Regions from separate parts of the Xenopus laevis genome. Here region 1 is linked to region 2. A link is a contact called in public Hi-C data. All regions are on one chromosome and are shown on one strand. Each heading gives the region's core, a stretch centred on a gene start, on an enhancer-like site or on the middle of the called end of the contact. The rest is flanking DNA. Distances are from core to core; before and after follow the strand shown.

Evidence for each region. A called contact is a pair of places that touch in the nucleus more often than the background predicts.
Region 1: a Hi-C map of animal cap shows a contact between it and region 2, with 3 times the contacts expected there. The contact joins the enhancer-like site here to the promoter of klf17.L in region 2. A contact is called at or near these places in 2 of 4 Hi-C or Micro-C datasets (the XL177 cell line and animal cap).

What each region holds. Positions count from the first base shown.
Region 1 is chr4L:86,787,265-86,794,593 of Xenopus_laevis_v10.1, forward strand. No RefSeq gene overlaps it. Among protein-coding and RNA genes, the nearest start is that of LOC108714277, 21 kb to the right of the region's middle. Within about 2 kb of position 2,532, at least 1 of the 7 cell types and tissues checked has an H3K27ac peak or open chromatin away from gene starts, as enhancers often do. A contact at or near this core is called in animal cap, where this site is marked.
Region 2 is chr4L:86,668,621-86,676,330 of Xenopus_laevis_v10.1, forward strand. klf17.L (Kruppel-like factor 17 L homeolog) reads right to left here and starts at 2,507. Exons shown (of 3, transcript NM_001088664.1): 1 at 2,343-2,507; 2 at 861-1,866; 3 at 1-397. The coding sequence starts at 2,402. The coding sequence ends at 222.

The sequences.
Region 1 (7,329 bases), core at 1,282-3,781, 120 kb after region 2:
CTCACTTTACACCCCACCATCATTAAGTTATAAGCATAAAACCATATCCTCAGCAGGGAAGCTCAACTGCCTTTGGCAGATAGGATTCTTTAGAAAAGCCTAACTCTGAAGTTAAATGTTATTGCTGGAGTTTTATAGAGGGGTTTCATGTACTTTTTTCTTCCTACCAATAGAAATTGCAGGTGCTCAGGTGAGACTTGGACACATTACAGACCTGCCTTAGCCTGCAGCTTTATGTACCTCACCCCAACACTCAAATGACCCCCTGCCTGGTGGAATGAGAGAAAACAGGACTTAATCAATAAACATTAACAGCATGAACATTAAGGTCTTTATTCCTGTCTGATTGGGAAGCAGAAAATGTACTTAGTGCAGTGGATCATATAAACTGGCCTCTAATCTTCTGTAACACCAAAGACCCTCCCAAGCCCACTTTATGTATACTTTGTTTAATTACAGTTGTGCCAATCAGTAGTGATTGCCATGCAGACCCATATAACTGAGTTTCATGCCTGAGTGCCTGTAATGAATGATCCCATCAGTTACACTTGGGATCTTTAACACTTTGATTAGCTTTGGAGACACGTATGACACTCAAAGGGAAAAAACCTTACATTTTAAATGATCAAAATCATCATAATTTAGTATTCCAACACTTCACTGATCCATATCATCTCAAGTGGCAAATACATATTTTTTTGTGCAAGTAGCTTGATAGAAAGCAGAAATATAAACTGTTAGGTAGGTAGTAAAACATGAGGGAGCCTTTGTGATTTAAATGTGCAGCGCACGCATTTATGCGCGCATTATGCAATGCAATACTGCATTTTTTTTTACCCACAATGCAGAATTCCCCCTCATAATTACAGAATAATTGTGGATGTGAAGGGGAATTGTGCCGGATGCCGTTTAAATAAGTGTGCTTGTTGATAAGGATGAGAGAAATATTTAGCTGAGAAAAAACACCCCTAGACTATAATGGATAGTAAAAAACCCAACCATTGATGCAATGCGTTTTGCTAATTTTTTGCCGTTTTGCGAATTAGTTGCAAAGCAAAACATGTCAGATTTGCCCATCACTAAGCCACTTGCACTTGGTAGTCAGAATGTTGTCACTTCTGCCACTCACTGGATGTGATTCTTAAGACTGCACTCAATTTGAAAAAGGAGGTGGGAAAGACTGAGTGGCGCCAAGCGCAAATGCAAGGAGCTCCATTTGACGCAAATACCTTTAATCTCAATTCCACTTGGGATAGTAAATGACCCCTGGTTGCTTTGAAATATGGTTTGGTATTATTGGGGTAACTGTGTCTCCTTCTGTGTCTGTATGCTGTAAGGATGATATAGTTAAGAGATTGATAAGTAGGATGCACCGAATCCGCTATTTGGGGTTCACCCGAATCACCAAATCCTTCATGAAAGATTTGGCTGAATACCGAACCAAATCTGAATCCTAATTTGCATATCCAAATTATTGAAAGGAAGGTAAAAAGTTTAAAAAATTTTTTTCTACTTCCTTGTTTTGTGACAAAAAGTTACGAGATTTCCCTTCCCGCCCCTAATTTGTAAATTAAGATTCGGTTCAGCCAGGCACAAGGATTCGTCCCATTCCGAATCATGCTGGAAAAGGCCTAATCCTGGCCGAATCCCGAACCGAATCCTGGATTGGGTGCAACCCTATTGATAAGATTTCGTTTTGGTAGTTCCTGCACATAGGAAGGGAGTAATGCAATGATATATATCATTGGGTATATGTAACCAGTCACAATCCCTACTGGCTAGTAATGTAGCTGCTGTTGACAGATGGGAAATGACAGATGGTGCGTTGTGTCACCTGTGGAAATCTCCTCTTCCTCAAGTGACAAAACACCCAAAAATAACTTGTGATCAAGAAGAATGGAGATCGGCACACATAAAACTCTTAACATGCAGCAATCAGGAGCCATTATTTTAAAATGTTTTTATTCAGATTTTACAACAGTTAGACCTGATCAACACATGTAAGTGTTTTACATACAACAATTTGCATTCTTCCGGATTGAACAGTACATAGCATTTTGTCGCCTGCAGGAGAGGAGTTTTTCCTTAGGGTGTATCTGCCTTGTAGTGATGAAGACCATAAAATTCTTGCCTAGAAACTGATACTCGGCTCCATAAATAATCTAATTTGGTTTCAGTTTACATTAGAATCCCACACCAACAAAAGTGGGTTTTCTGGGGCTTTAATTTTCAGGGTAGAGAATTGAAATTACAGGTTACAAGTTTGGTGTGGCCAGGTCTACCTGTCTCATCTTCAGGTGAGGAGAATATAAAAGGAAGGTCTCCTATGGAGAAGCCCACTGGCTCTGTGTTTAGTTCCCTGCTGTTAATAACTTGCTCTGACCAGGCAGGCCAAAGGCTAAGGCAGGTCTGTGATTTTAAACCCTGCTGTGCAGAATAAATAGCTGACTGCTGTGAATGGCTACAGAGAGGAGGCCTACGGCACCTTTACAATAGACTCCCTGGGGAAGAGAATGGGAGCCATTACAAAGAGGAAGGCAGGTAGTAATGGCTGAATGAAAAGATGGCCACGTTTCAAAGCTGGAGACGGCTCTACTTGCAGGTTTCTCAGAGTGGCAAGCACCTTGCAACTCAAGGACTCTCACCAAACACAGGGTGAGTTTCAGTCATTCAAAAATGACCAAAGACAATCATATTTTTTACATTCCAAGTATGTTTTGCATTTTAATAAAGTGATACAAAAAAGGTAGAGTGAAAGTCTGACTTTACGTTTCATTAACACACATATGAAGAAAGGTTAGAAAAGCAGCAAAAAATCCCAACATTAAAGAAAGAGGCCAAAAAGTGATCCACGTTGAAAGGGCATAGTAATGCAGAATGAGCATATCTTATCTTTCATTTGAACCTAAACCTAGCCTTTAGAAAAAATAAATCTGTTCTAATTGCACAGATACATGTTACCACCTGTGACTATAGGGGAAATCTACTAAAGGGCAGAATTTCGCTTCTGAAGGCTCCACCACACTTCATGCAACTTCGTCAAACATTAATTCGAAGCGCATGCGCTAATTCATTAAAATGAGGTTACGTCCCGGCAGATGAATGCTGGTGAGGTTTCATCAGTACGAGCATTTCTAATCGAATGTTCGCTAGCGTTATTTTCTTCCTAGCGAAACTTCAATAACACACTTACGCTTAGGTCAATTTAAACAGGGCAGGTACAAATAGGTCATATATATGTCTTTATTAGAGATGTCAGTGAAATTGCTTATTATTAAAAATGTCCAAAATAAAAACAATAGAGCTCTAGACATGAGCCCACCCTAGTGAATTAGCGATGTCCCTGCGGATTGGATTTCTGGTGAATTTTCACTAGCAATGGAAACTTCGCCCTTTAGTAAATTTCCCCCTTTGTCTCATGCTTCCTATGTACAGGTTAACAGTGACATTGGATCCATTCACTGGCATGAGAAGAAAACAGCTACTGACTCCAACGCATTTAGTTCGATAAAAATTTGCTTCTCTCCAGTAGGCAGGCTGGAAGTGTTTGGCTGGACTAACAGGCACAATGTTGGCCTGAGTGCAGCTACATGAAGTGAAGCGGAAGTCGACCCAAAATGTGCAAAAGCATGTGTTTTTCATGCCCACTTCTGCTCCATGTTGCTGTACTCAGGCCAACACTGCGCTTATTAGTGCTGCTAAGCGTGGAAGCGTAATGGAGTGTATCTGCTCCGGAACATATGCGGGACATACATATATCAGTGTGCTCTTGCCCTTAATTTTTGAAATATATAAATTGATAAGATTACTATGTCCGCTACAAGTTTAAATTCCCCACAGGGCTTTCTTGTACACCTACCTGAATGTGGTATATAATTGGTGGGAGGTAAAAGAATTTTTTTTAAAAATAATTCCTGTTAATGTTGATGATTACATTGCTCCAAAAGTGTTCACTTTTCTGGCCCTACTTGCAGTTTCATTTGATGCCTAAAGAATTTAACATACAACAACCACTGTTCCTAAATTCTAATTGTAGCACTGCTCTATGCAAATCATTATACCTGGGTTAACATGGCTTTTGGATTACAGCAAGCATCTGACACCGAGGCCATTATGACAGTTACAAATATATAGATTGTGTATATTGATGTTTCCCCCCTAAAACACATTATCTGAGTGGCAATCCCAGACCATGCCTGCAGGTTATCGACCCACGTATGTGGCAAAAACAACAGACTTTGACCGATAACTAGGCACTTTCAAAATTCTGTTGCACGAGGGCCTGGGTGCCAAATAGAATGACCAGATGTTCTGCTTTAAAAGGATAGTAAAGCTGGCCATAGATGTGTAGATTATAGTCTATGTAGGACGAACGATTGTCCTTCCGACCTGTAACTAACCATTCAGATTTAATAAAGTAGTAAAGAGAACAAATCAAAGTTATGAAAGTTATGTCCGACAAATAATAGTGACAATCACCCATTGATACCGTCAGATAGGCAAGACACGCAGAGATCTTATTGTTAGCCGATATATATCTTTTAACCTGTCCAATGACCTCTCACCTTAGTCTCAAGCAGGATGTGAATTTGTCACTGACATAATAATGTTGAGGATGTAGCTTTATCTTATCAATTTGCCAGGTATAACCTGGGTTAACAGACTCTGGAGAAAAGGGTAAAGGATTGGAAAGTTCGTACTTTGATAAAGTTGCAGAGTAACAATCATTCGCCTGAGCGAAAATTCACCTGCCGAAACTTCTCTAGCGCTGAGCTTTTTCTCTAGTCAATTGTCCTCTTTGCCTTTTAGTAAATTGATGATGTCCATACAAATTGTAATTTTGGTGTATTTTCACTTAAAAAGCCCACTTTGCCCTTAAGTGTTGGACTATGGAAGCAGTGGCCCACCAGGGATGTGACTTCAAGGGCCTCCCACATAACCTTCAGGGCCCCCTCCCAACGTATGCGCAAATGGGTGAATGTTACCACAGCATCCCGTAACTTTTACCTCTTTATTTGAAATCTTTGCAGAGGCACAGGGCGCAGCTGGCAGGGGAGTAGACCTGGGTCGGCAGGGCCCCATGAGGGCCAGGCCAGGTTTTCTCCCATTTTCCTGCCGTCCCAGTCTGAACATGCACACCTATATAAACATCATGTTTGAAGGAACTTGCTACAGCACTTGACTTGTTACGTTTTGTCTCCTGTCCTCCAGCACGGATCCCAAAACATCAGGAAACATCTTGATGTCAGTAGAACTTGATGGTTTAATATATGATGGATAAAACTAAAAAAAACTGATTAAAATATGTTTGTCTTTCTCTAAGTATGTTGTTATTAACACTGTACATATTTATATGATGAATAAATTAATTGATATCTTTTGTATAAGTCAAAAATATATGGTAGTGTATATTTATATTAAAAATGCAACAAACCTGTCTGATAAGTATGCTGCCCCCACCCCGTCACTACTGTATTCATGACATTATAATCATACAGTACAAAATGAACAGGATGTGTACATTTTTTGCAGTTAATATCATGTTCGTTATGAAATACTGCGTTTATCTGGATTGTTTGGGTTTATGTCACCCCACATGACATTGTATTACTTGCTCTCCTGGAAAGAGGTGAGATGTTGTTTTGAACCATGCTGGGAGGGGGGCGGACTATGTCATGTAAGGTTATAAAAAAACTAGGAGACATCTAGAACATCCAGATAGAACGGCTGCACTGATAATATTCATATTCAGGTAGCAAAACCGCTTTAGAAAAGTTCCTGATTTTTATGTAAAGAGATGGCCCTAAATTTTGTGCCATTGGGCTCCTGCAGTAGATTCCTCAGCCAAGTAGGCAAACAATAAGTTGCTGTATGAAAAAAGAAGGTGGGCAACTGCTGAATCAATGGGCACACTTTAAAACTTTAAATAAAAGATTCAGTGGTGTTTATGAAAATCTTATTTGTGCCTTACTGAATCATTACAATATCCACTGTTGCAGTTTAGTGGTGAGTGTAACCTATTTCGCTTCACCGGAAATTCAGGAAACAACCAAAAACTCACCAAACCCATTGAAGTCAACTTTTTCAAAACGCACAACATTTATTTAATAAACATTAGAGTCTATGGAGTGTTTTTTTTTTTGTAGTGAAATGCGTCTAAATATTTCGCTCATCCCTAGTGACTGACCCAGAAACTACAAGGGGCCCCATAGTATACTAAGCGGCTGCAATATATCTTCATGGAAAATGTCTTATTCCCAAAGTTTAGGGGCCCCATGCTCCTGCAGCAGTGGGGCCTGATAACCATTCATTCCCCTGCAGAAAAGTTCATGTAGAAGAAGCTCATATAACACAGTAAATAGATCCCAATATAAATAGTTAATAAAATAATTAATTAATTTGCTACTAAAGGTGGCCATAGACATAGAGATCCGCTCATTTGGTGATCTCACCAAACAAGCTGATCTCTCTCCGATATGCCCACATTGAGGTGGCCGATATCAGGCTGATGGATGGATCATAATGTAGGCAAAACGGGCGGTCGGATCGCTGGACTGCATCAAAGAACAGATGCGGCTGCGATCCGACTGGATTTTTAACCCTGCCCGATCAACATCTGGCCAACTTTCAGCCAGATGTCGATCGGGGAAGCCTGTCGGAGGGCCCCACGCGCGGACTGATCAACCAACTCGGTCTGTCGGCAGACCCGGATTTGTGGCGATGCCACAAATGTCTGGGGCGGCATGCGCTAGGACCCGGAGGCCTCGGGTGGTGATTTGGGTGGAATGCGCTAGGCCGTTTCGCAAGATTTTGGTGAAGCGAAGCAGGCCAGATTCACCCATCACTACGTCAATTGTACATACCCCTATTTAAAATGTTCCCGCATTTTACATTATTTTGGGTTTTTTTGTGGTCTCACCAATTTATAATGCATTTTAATGGGTGCTTTTCACTGATTTTACATCATGTTTTCACGGATTTTACATACAACATTTTGTCCTAATATTCCCAAAAATTGCTGTTTGTCCTTTATAAATGTTATTATTAGTGAAATAAAGGGATTTTAAATGCTAATCAGATATATACAATACACACACACATAGTTACATAGTTAAATTGGGTTGAAAAAAGACAAAGTCCATCAAGTTCAACCCCTCCAAATGAAAACCCAGCATCCATACACACACCCCTCCCTACTTTTTTTTTAAAGGTTTTTATTTTGCATTTTAAACAAAAAAACAAAAAACAAACAATAAACAGCACATATATGCTTTACACTTATTCAGCTCCGTTTACAAGTACTTATATGTATAGCGATGGTTTGAAGAA
Region 2 (7,710 bases), core at 1,257-3,756:
AGCGATCTTGTTTTCTCTTTAAATAATTTATTTATATTTCTGGTTACCGCATATTCACCTGGCGATCAGGTTTGATTCTTAAATACTATTTTATACAAGGCTGTATATACATACAAATCCCCCAATAAGAAAATATTTCTTCTTCTTCTTCTTCTTCTTCTTCTTCTGTATAAATAGTCTCCGAGTTGAATATATTACTTTGAGCTAATACAAGTTGATCTCTACATGTGCCTCTTCATATGCAGGGCCAGATGGTCGGATCGGGAGAAGGCTCTCTCACACAGGTGGCACTGGAAGGGTCGGTGACCCGTGTGCTTGCGAAAGTGACGCGTCAGTTCGTCCGATCTTGCGAACTTCCATCCGCAGCCTTCCCAATTACAGTGATATGGTTTCTCTCCTAGAAGAAATCATAAATGAATATCATTATTATATGTATCATATATGTCCCCACACCTTTAAACAGCTGCTAAATAAAACTTAAAGGGTATTCCTGTTTCTTTGATACTTAATTGGTTACACTACAATACTGAACTGTCTTTTACAGATTCTAGAAGTAGTAAGGTAGATTATAAATGGATCATGCTCAATGACAGATATTAGTCCACTAACTGGTAACCTATATATAGAAGATATGTCTTTATTAACCATAATTGCCTTGCTATAACGAATACAGAACTGATCTTGTAAGTTGAAATACCTCATACACACTATAATTATCTCGGCTAAAGACATAATACATTATTCATATTATTAATTCTGCTTCGAACCAGTCATTTTGAGAACACGTTGAACTGCAGTGCAATGGGCATTAAAATCGGTATAGTAGCGTCCCTAGTGGCGGGTGGCGGAATTGCGCTTACCTGTATGCGTTCGCATATGAGCCTTCAGGTGGGAGCTCTTGGTGTAGGTTTTGCCGCAGCCCGGGTACTCGCAGCTGTGAGTGGCAGTTCTTTTCCTGGCCCACGATCTCCGACCCCTCTTTGGTTTGCAGTCATCCGTGGCACTCATGGCAGGGTAATACTCAAGCAAGGGGGAGGAGGGAGGGGTGACAATCATTCCATGCATAGATGGGTGAACCTTCATGGGGTCTCTGTAAACTCCAAATTGTCCATGGAACTGCGCGGGGGGTTGGCTGGTAAAATGAGTGGGGTAGGGGCTTGCCATTGGGTAGTGCTGTGCCATTGACATGAGGGGCAGGCAGTGCAGCTCGGAGATCATGTGGCAGTCATTGGGGGGCATATCCTCTGTGGGCACTGGGGGGCTGAGCCTGTGCTGAGAATAAGCTGGATTGGGAAGGAGTTGGCCATGCATCTGCATGATACCAGCCTTCTGCTCCATAATGGGGCTAATACAGTCTGGGGAAGTAGGGGAGCCGGCACCCAACATACACGACTGCTCAGGTCGCTCCTTTTTAATCTTGTGGCTCAGGTGCTGTAGGTGGTCCGATGACAAATGGCCAGTGGTGTCCATGGCAGATACTCTGAGCTCAGTGTACTTCCTACTATGCATGCTTGCCTTAAGTCCAAAGTCAGGGGACACCTCTATGCAGGGCACATCGGGGGTCAGCAGCTCCGCCACATAACTATGATGGGGACTCCCGGCAAAGCTCCCCCCTCCATATTTCTGATTGGCAGTGTAGGATCCATCACTATCATAGGTGGTACTGCAGCTCTCAGGGGTCTCGGGCAATGGGTAGGGGCCGCCATGTCCCACCGGGGTACCACCATTCTGGCTGCTGCTCGTGTGAGCCAATATAAAGTCCAAGTCAACGAATTTCCCCAGGTCATCCTCTTCCTTCTTAATGCAATGCTCAATCATGGTGTAGCTCATATCAGCCAGTGGTCTCAGCTCCTCCATAGTCATGTCCTGTGAAAGAACAACAAGAGAGCAAAGTTAGACCTTGTTTCTCAGGCGCCCACTTAGCACAGCACTGAGACTCCCGTGCCCACAGTTGGTACATGTCAGAGCAGAGCGCTAGCACGGCTATATTATTATTATTAACACTGGGAAACCTGTAGAACGAGTTGCTCCCCTTCAGCCTAATAGTCACGGGCTGGGACACTTAGCAAACACCGTGGCTGCTGCTGTGCAAATAACTAGAAATCTTTTCAAGAGTTTCTTTTGCTCCCCTTGTGTTTCTTTAACTCGGGACATTTCTCAGACTCCCAATTCCTCTTATAATAAACTTGCACGTTACTGCAGAGATAAGAGCCCTGGACAGACTTGGACATATAATATTAACATAATGTTACATTAGTGTAAGTCTTGCTCTAAAGCTCTTACATGACATTTTGGCAGTAGAAAATCTATTTTTTTTTTTTTGGCAGAAAAGCTGTACTTACCGACACCATGCCAAGCTGCTTGTCTTCCAGCGGTTGAAGGGTTGAGAAAGCCACACTCATCCTAACGTGCTCCCCAGGCAGCAGCACCAGGCTTGCAGGTGACTTATAAGCAGGGAGCCCGACTATAGAACTCCAGCAGTAGCACGAGCAGTTGTCTCTTGAAACTTTCTCAGCCAACTCTCCAGATCCCCCAGCTGTGTCGCTTGTTAAGGTCTTCAGGCTGTCACGATTGGTGAATACTAATGAAAAGGCTTCTTCTGATTGGTAGAAAGGTTGGATGTGTTTGTACACATATACTGGATCCCTTACTAGACTCTGCCACTGGCCACGCCCACACCCTCAGGCTAATTGTCAGGTCTGGGATACATGATTAGAACACACAGGGAACGTGTAAAGAAGTGGCAGAGAGAGATGAAACTCAGCAAACAACTCAGGACACTTCAGTTCGTTAGAATTACAAGTTTTGCTGAGAAGAACAAGAGAGAAGAAATAAAATGACGCTTCATCTAACAGCAAATGCTGTTAACCATTAATGTACATCCAACTAGGGAACTTATTATTTATAAACAATACACTATATATATATATATATATATATTGAATTTACTGTGGCAGCTGGATAGAACACACAGGGACTGCTGTAGGCAATTTATCATTGATAATTGAATTGAATAGTATTTAAGAGGATTCTGCTGAACTTCTTAGCAGCACTGCTGTCAGTAGCAGCAATTGCATCGCATGCCAGAAGGAGGTGCAGCACTAGCAGCGACATAACGTGTGCACTGGCACTGAGCTTTCTGCATGTTGGGCTAACCCAGTAAAGAATAAGAGTTGGTTGAAAAAAAAGCAAATAAAACACAAACTAGTAATAATCTCAATAAAAAGCAAAACATGAAAAAAAACCCCCCCAAATAAAAACAAGCCAGAACTGACACTTTGAAATATAGGCTGAGGGGGGATGGGCAAAGATGGGACCTGTGTGGGAGGAATAGCTGCTATCTAAATTAACATATGTCTCCTTCTGCAACTTTATTAATTAGGGATGGGCTCTGACTCCTCGCCAGCAATGATATAAGATAAATTATGTACCTGCCAATCATGGCTTATAGATTTTCTATTTTGCTGGTGTCTCAAGAGAAAGTAGGAAGAATCCAAAGGGGGGGGGGTATATATATCTATATATATATATAAGTTCAACTTCTGATCGTAATAAAAAAAAGTTAAATAAATTGCGTTGGGTAGAAAATGTTGCTGCTTGTATGGAATCTGGAGCAGTTCAGTTTGATGCACTTGGCCCTGCACTGCTCCTTTCCACCTTTGCACAACATCACAAAGCATGTCCCAACCTCTGGCAGTCGCTGGTAAAGCACACTGGTAAAGCACACTGCTGTTCTAAGCTTTGGGACTTTTAGCAACGCTACATTGTTAGGCTCTTAAAACTTTCTTTCCAAAGGGGACACTAATGATTCACCAGAATCTAAAATGGTTAAATGCTGTGCTGCGTCTGTTTTTGTTAAATAGGGGCTTTCCTCTTCTAATAAAATCCCAGAAGAATGTTAATGAAACTTTACTGACGAGACATTATTTATGCCGCTAAATAACTTTTTCTTGTCTGTCCTTCAGGCTAAAAGACGTGCTAAAGACGCAGAATTGGGAGCTACATGTATTCTTAAAAGTTCTGGGGGGGGGGGTAGAATTAGAGAGAGAGCACGGGAGCAGAGGGCGAGAATCTAATTTGGCGCTTATTCAGCTGATAGAGAGAATCTGCCTCTTCATTGAGACGGTTCAATTTGTTAAGGAGAGATAAGGCTTATCCCCAATTCCAGCCTACCCCCTCTCTTTCTGAGAAGCTTCTTGTTTTTCTGCTCAGCCTTTGCACTAACTCCTCGCTGCAGCTTGTTGCACTGTCTGTGTGCGTCTGGCACAGCAGCATAAGGTCGGGGCTCAACAGGCAGGTTATATTTAATTGTTAATTGTTAATTGTTAATGTAGTATAACATCACTCTGTGATCCAAAATTATCCCTTATTAAAAGTTCACCCACCTCCTAAAGTCTGTGATACAATTTGACTGCAACAATAAAACTGATCGCCCTCTGTCTGTTCCCTCTATCTAGTGCAGCTCATTGTAGATTGTACAAGTAGGGACACGATTGTTGTTCGTCTGCAATTAACCTCTTGGCTCCAACCAAGGGACCGGCAGCAGTGAATGGTTCCGCTAGAGAGATTGTTAAGAAGCATTAGATAAGTCTGGTTGGTGTGGCTGCTGCATATAACTATTACTTATCTTCTAGTTCGTTTCCCCTAAACACGTGTATTAGGATATCATGTATTATATGTAGGAATAAAGCATGATCTGCTTATGTGTGCTTATCATGGGTGTGGGAGCTGCCAGATTGCTCAATCTAAACAGTAAATCTCTGCAGATCTCAAAAGAATATCAATACCTAGCAGGATCTGGCTCTTATGGTGTCTTGGAACTAATGTGCCAATTACTCTTAATTTTTAATCCAACCTCATATATATATTAAATATTATTGTTTTGGCACAGGAAACCGAAATGGTTATTTAAAGTGGGAATGAATGGAATTAAAAGGGTTGTTCGCCTTTAAATTAACTGCTAGTATGATGTAGAGAGTGATATTCTGAGACCGTTTGCAATTGTTAGTTTGCAATATTTGTTAGTTCCAGCTAGGTGGTAATGTTTTATTGATATCTGTGGGGTGCCTCTGTAAGAGAGCACAATTTGGCAGCTCCTACATCTAGGAGTTTGTTTTCGAATTATAATATGACAATGAGCCTGCATCAGTGACAACTTTACCAGCTAAATATCAATTACAGGGTTTGGATACTGTAATAAAAGTAATAAGGGAGCTGCGAGGGAACGATACAAACAGGCACAGACAGTAGTGACACGGATAATAGAGTATTCTAATGAGTTCATTGCAAGGTACCAAAGTGTAGCAGCCAAGCTGAGAAGAAGGTACAAGAGAGTCTCTGATCCATTCAAATGGAGCTTGGCCCCAATTGTATTCATAGCAGTGTCACTTTAGCACAATGGCACTTTGATGTGTTTAGCCTTACACCTTGGCTGGTATCACCTGTGGCACCAGCTAGATGGACCATGCTGGGGAAGGAGACTTTATGAAAGAATATTCTAATTAGCAGTACGTTTCATTAACTGCATAATTAAATCTGATCATGATGTAGCAAAAAGTCTGCATGGCAGGATAAATGCAACTATAAAGGCTGATGGGCGATTTGAAGCTTGCTGGGTTTGCGATTAACTTTAAACTTTAACTTTATAAAATATCAGAAATGGGAGAACAATTGATCTGTCGCCAATTAAAAAAACGTAATTAAAATAAAGTGGCTTTGACTCTGCAGCGGAGGACAACCAATGTTTCGATTCAGGACAGCCAACGTTTCATACCAGTGACAGAGCGACCAAAAAAAATATCACCAGTGTATCGATTCTAGTGAATATTATATTTTATGAAAGTGTGGCAAGTATTGGCTTATATAAAGTGCATGCAGAGGGTAATCTACAGTTGTGTGCCTAATATCCCTGGAGATGTAAATGAACATGTGGGTAATGAGCATTACATGACAATTGACCAAAATTCCCTTATGAAAACAAGTGACACGATCTCACCCTTTCATTGTGCATTTGTATGGGAAAGTGAAAAGCATGGCGTGTTTGTTATGCTTGCCATTATCATGCACCCGGAGTGTAAATACTACTGGAGAAGCGTCTATGCAGGGGAATTTCCAACTGGTTCATACTGGCAGTGATGTTGTAGGTCCGCAAGTGGCCAACTGTGCCTGAGTGGATTATCATGATTGATTACCTCTTCATATGGATGATATGCCATTGTTTGTGTGACCTGAAGGGGGCCTACTTCTAACAAAACGGTACTAAAGTACTTTGAACGGCCCTGTACTTGAACACAGTAACAATAGTATTCTGATATTTATATGTCCCTGTTTGCTTTACCTAGTGATGGTGTCTTTCCCCCTTTCTCCAAGGGCGATTTTGGCACGATCCAATGCGATTCGCAAAAACGCTGGAGTCAAGTCGGATGCAATGGAAATAAGATAAGTAATAGCAATGTTGGATGGTGTTGCAGCATTCGTCCGATGCGACTGTCGGATGCAGACAGAGTTCCATTGCATCCGACTTGACTCCTATGTTTTTGCGCAGCGTGTCGAATCGCGCCAAAATCGTCCGTGGAGTTCTACCCTTAAGGTGGCCATAGATGCAAAGATCCGATCGTTCGAATCCTCAAACGGTCTGACTTATTGGACTTCCCCATCTCCCGAACCTGCCACTAAACTTTCAGATCAAATAAAGTAGAAAAAGAACAGATCAGCCGATGTTCTGCCCCTACAGCAATCATACGAAAGTTATGTCAGACAAAAGCTAGTGATAGTCTCACACTAAAGATCGTTAGATCGGCAATACACGCAGAGATATTATTGGCAGCCGACAGAAATTTTCTGACCTGTCGACTGAACGACCAATCTGCATGGCACCACAGATGTCGGGACACTGGCACACATGTTACTGAGCTCCACAGCAACATCATTTTAGGCCTCCTTAAAATTTGTGAATGACACATATTTCATAAACTTTGCTTATCAGTCATTGCCCCACTGGGCGCCAATACCGTCTGGCCCTTGTTTCTGTACAGCATTCATCCCCAACGTTTTGTACTTGAGCAACATTCAGATGTAAAAACATTTGGGGGGGGTAGCAACACAAACATGATAAATGTTCCAGGGTGGTGCAAAATAAGTTCTGTGATTGTCCATTTGGTAGCCCTATGCAGACTACACAGGAGGCTATGTTTGGCAGTGCACCTGTTTTTTATGCAACCAAAACTTCCCTCCAAACCAGGAATTCAAAAATAAGCACCTGATTGAGGTCAGTGGGAGCAACATCAGAGGGTTTCAGCATGTTGCTCACGAGCCACTGGTTGGGAATCACTGCTGTACAGTTATCAGTAACGTAACTAGCGGGGGGCGGCCTGGGTGCGGGACGTGCAGCCCGGCCCTCTCAACCCCCTTCCATCCGGCTTTATCGTTGAGCAAGCTGCCGGGGGCCCTGAGGGGATGCGGGCCCTGGTCCAATCGCTCCCCCTGTAGTTCCTCCAATGACAGTTATACCCTAGCTATAGGGGAATCGAACTTCTTGCATGCATAGGGTGGAAATACATGAGCAAATTAAAGATGCTGATGTTGGTCCTTTACATGATTTGGCATTTTATCTGCCCATTCTGACAGGTCTCCCCTATTGTTATCTAATCAAAAATCTGCCCGTGTAGGGGGCGTTCTGACGGGTGTCCCCTATTGTTATCTGGCCAAACA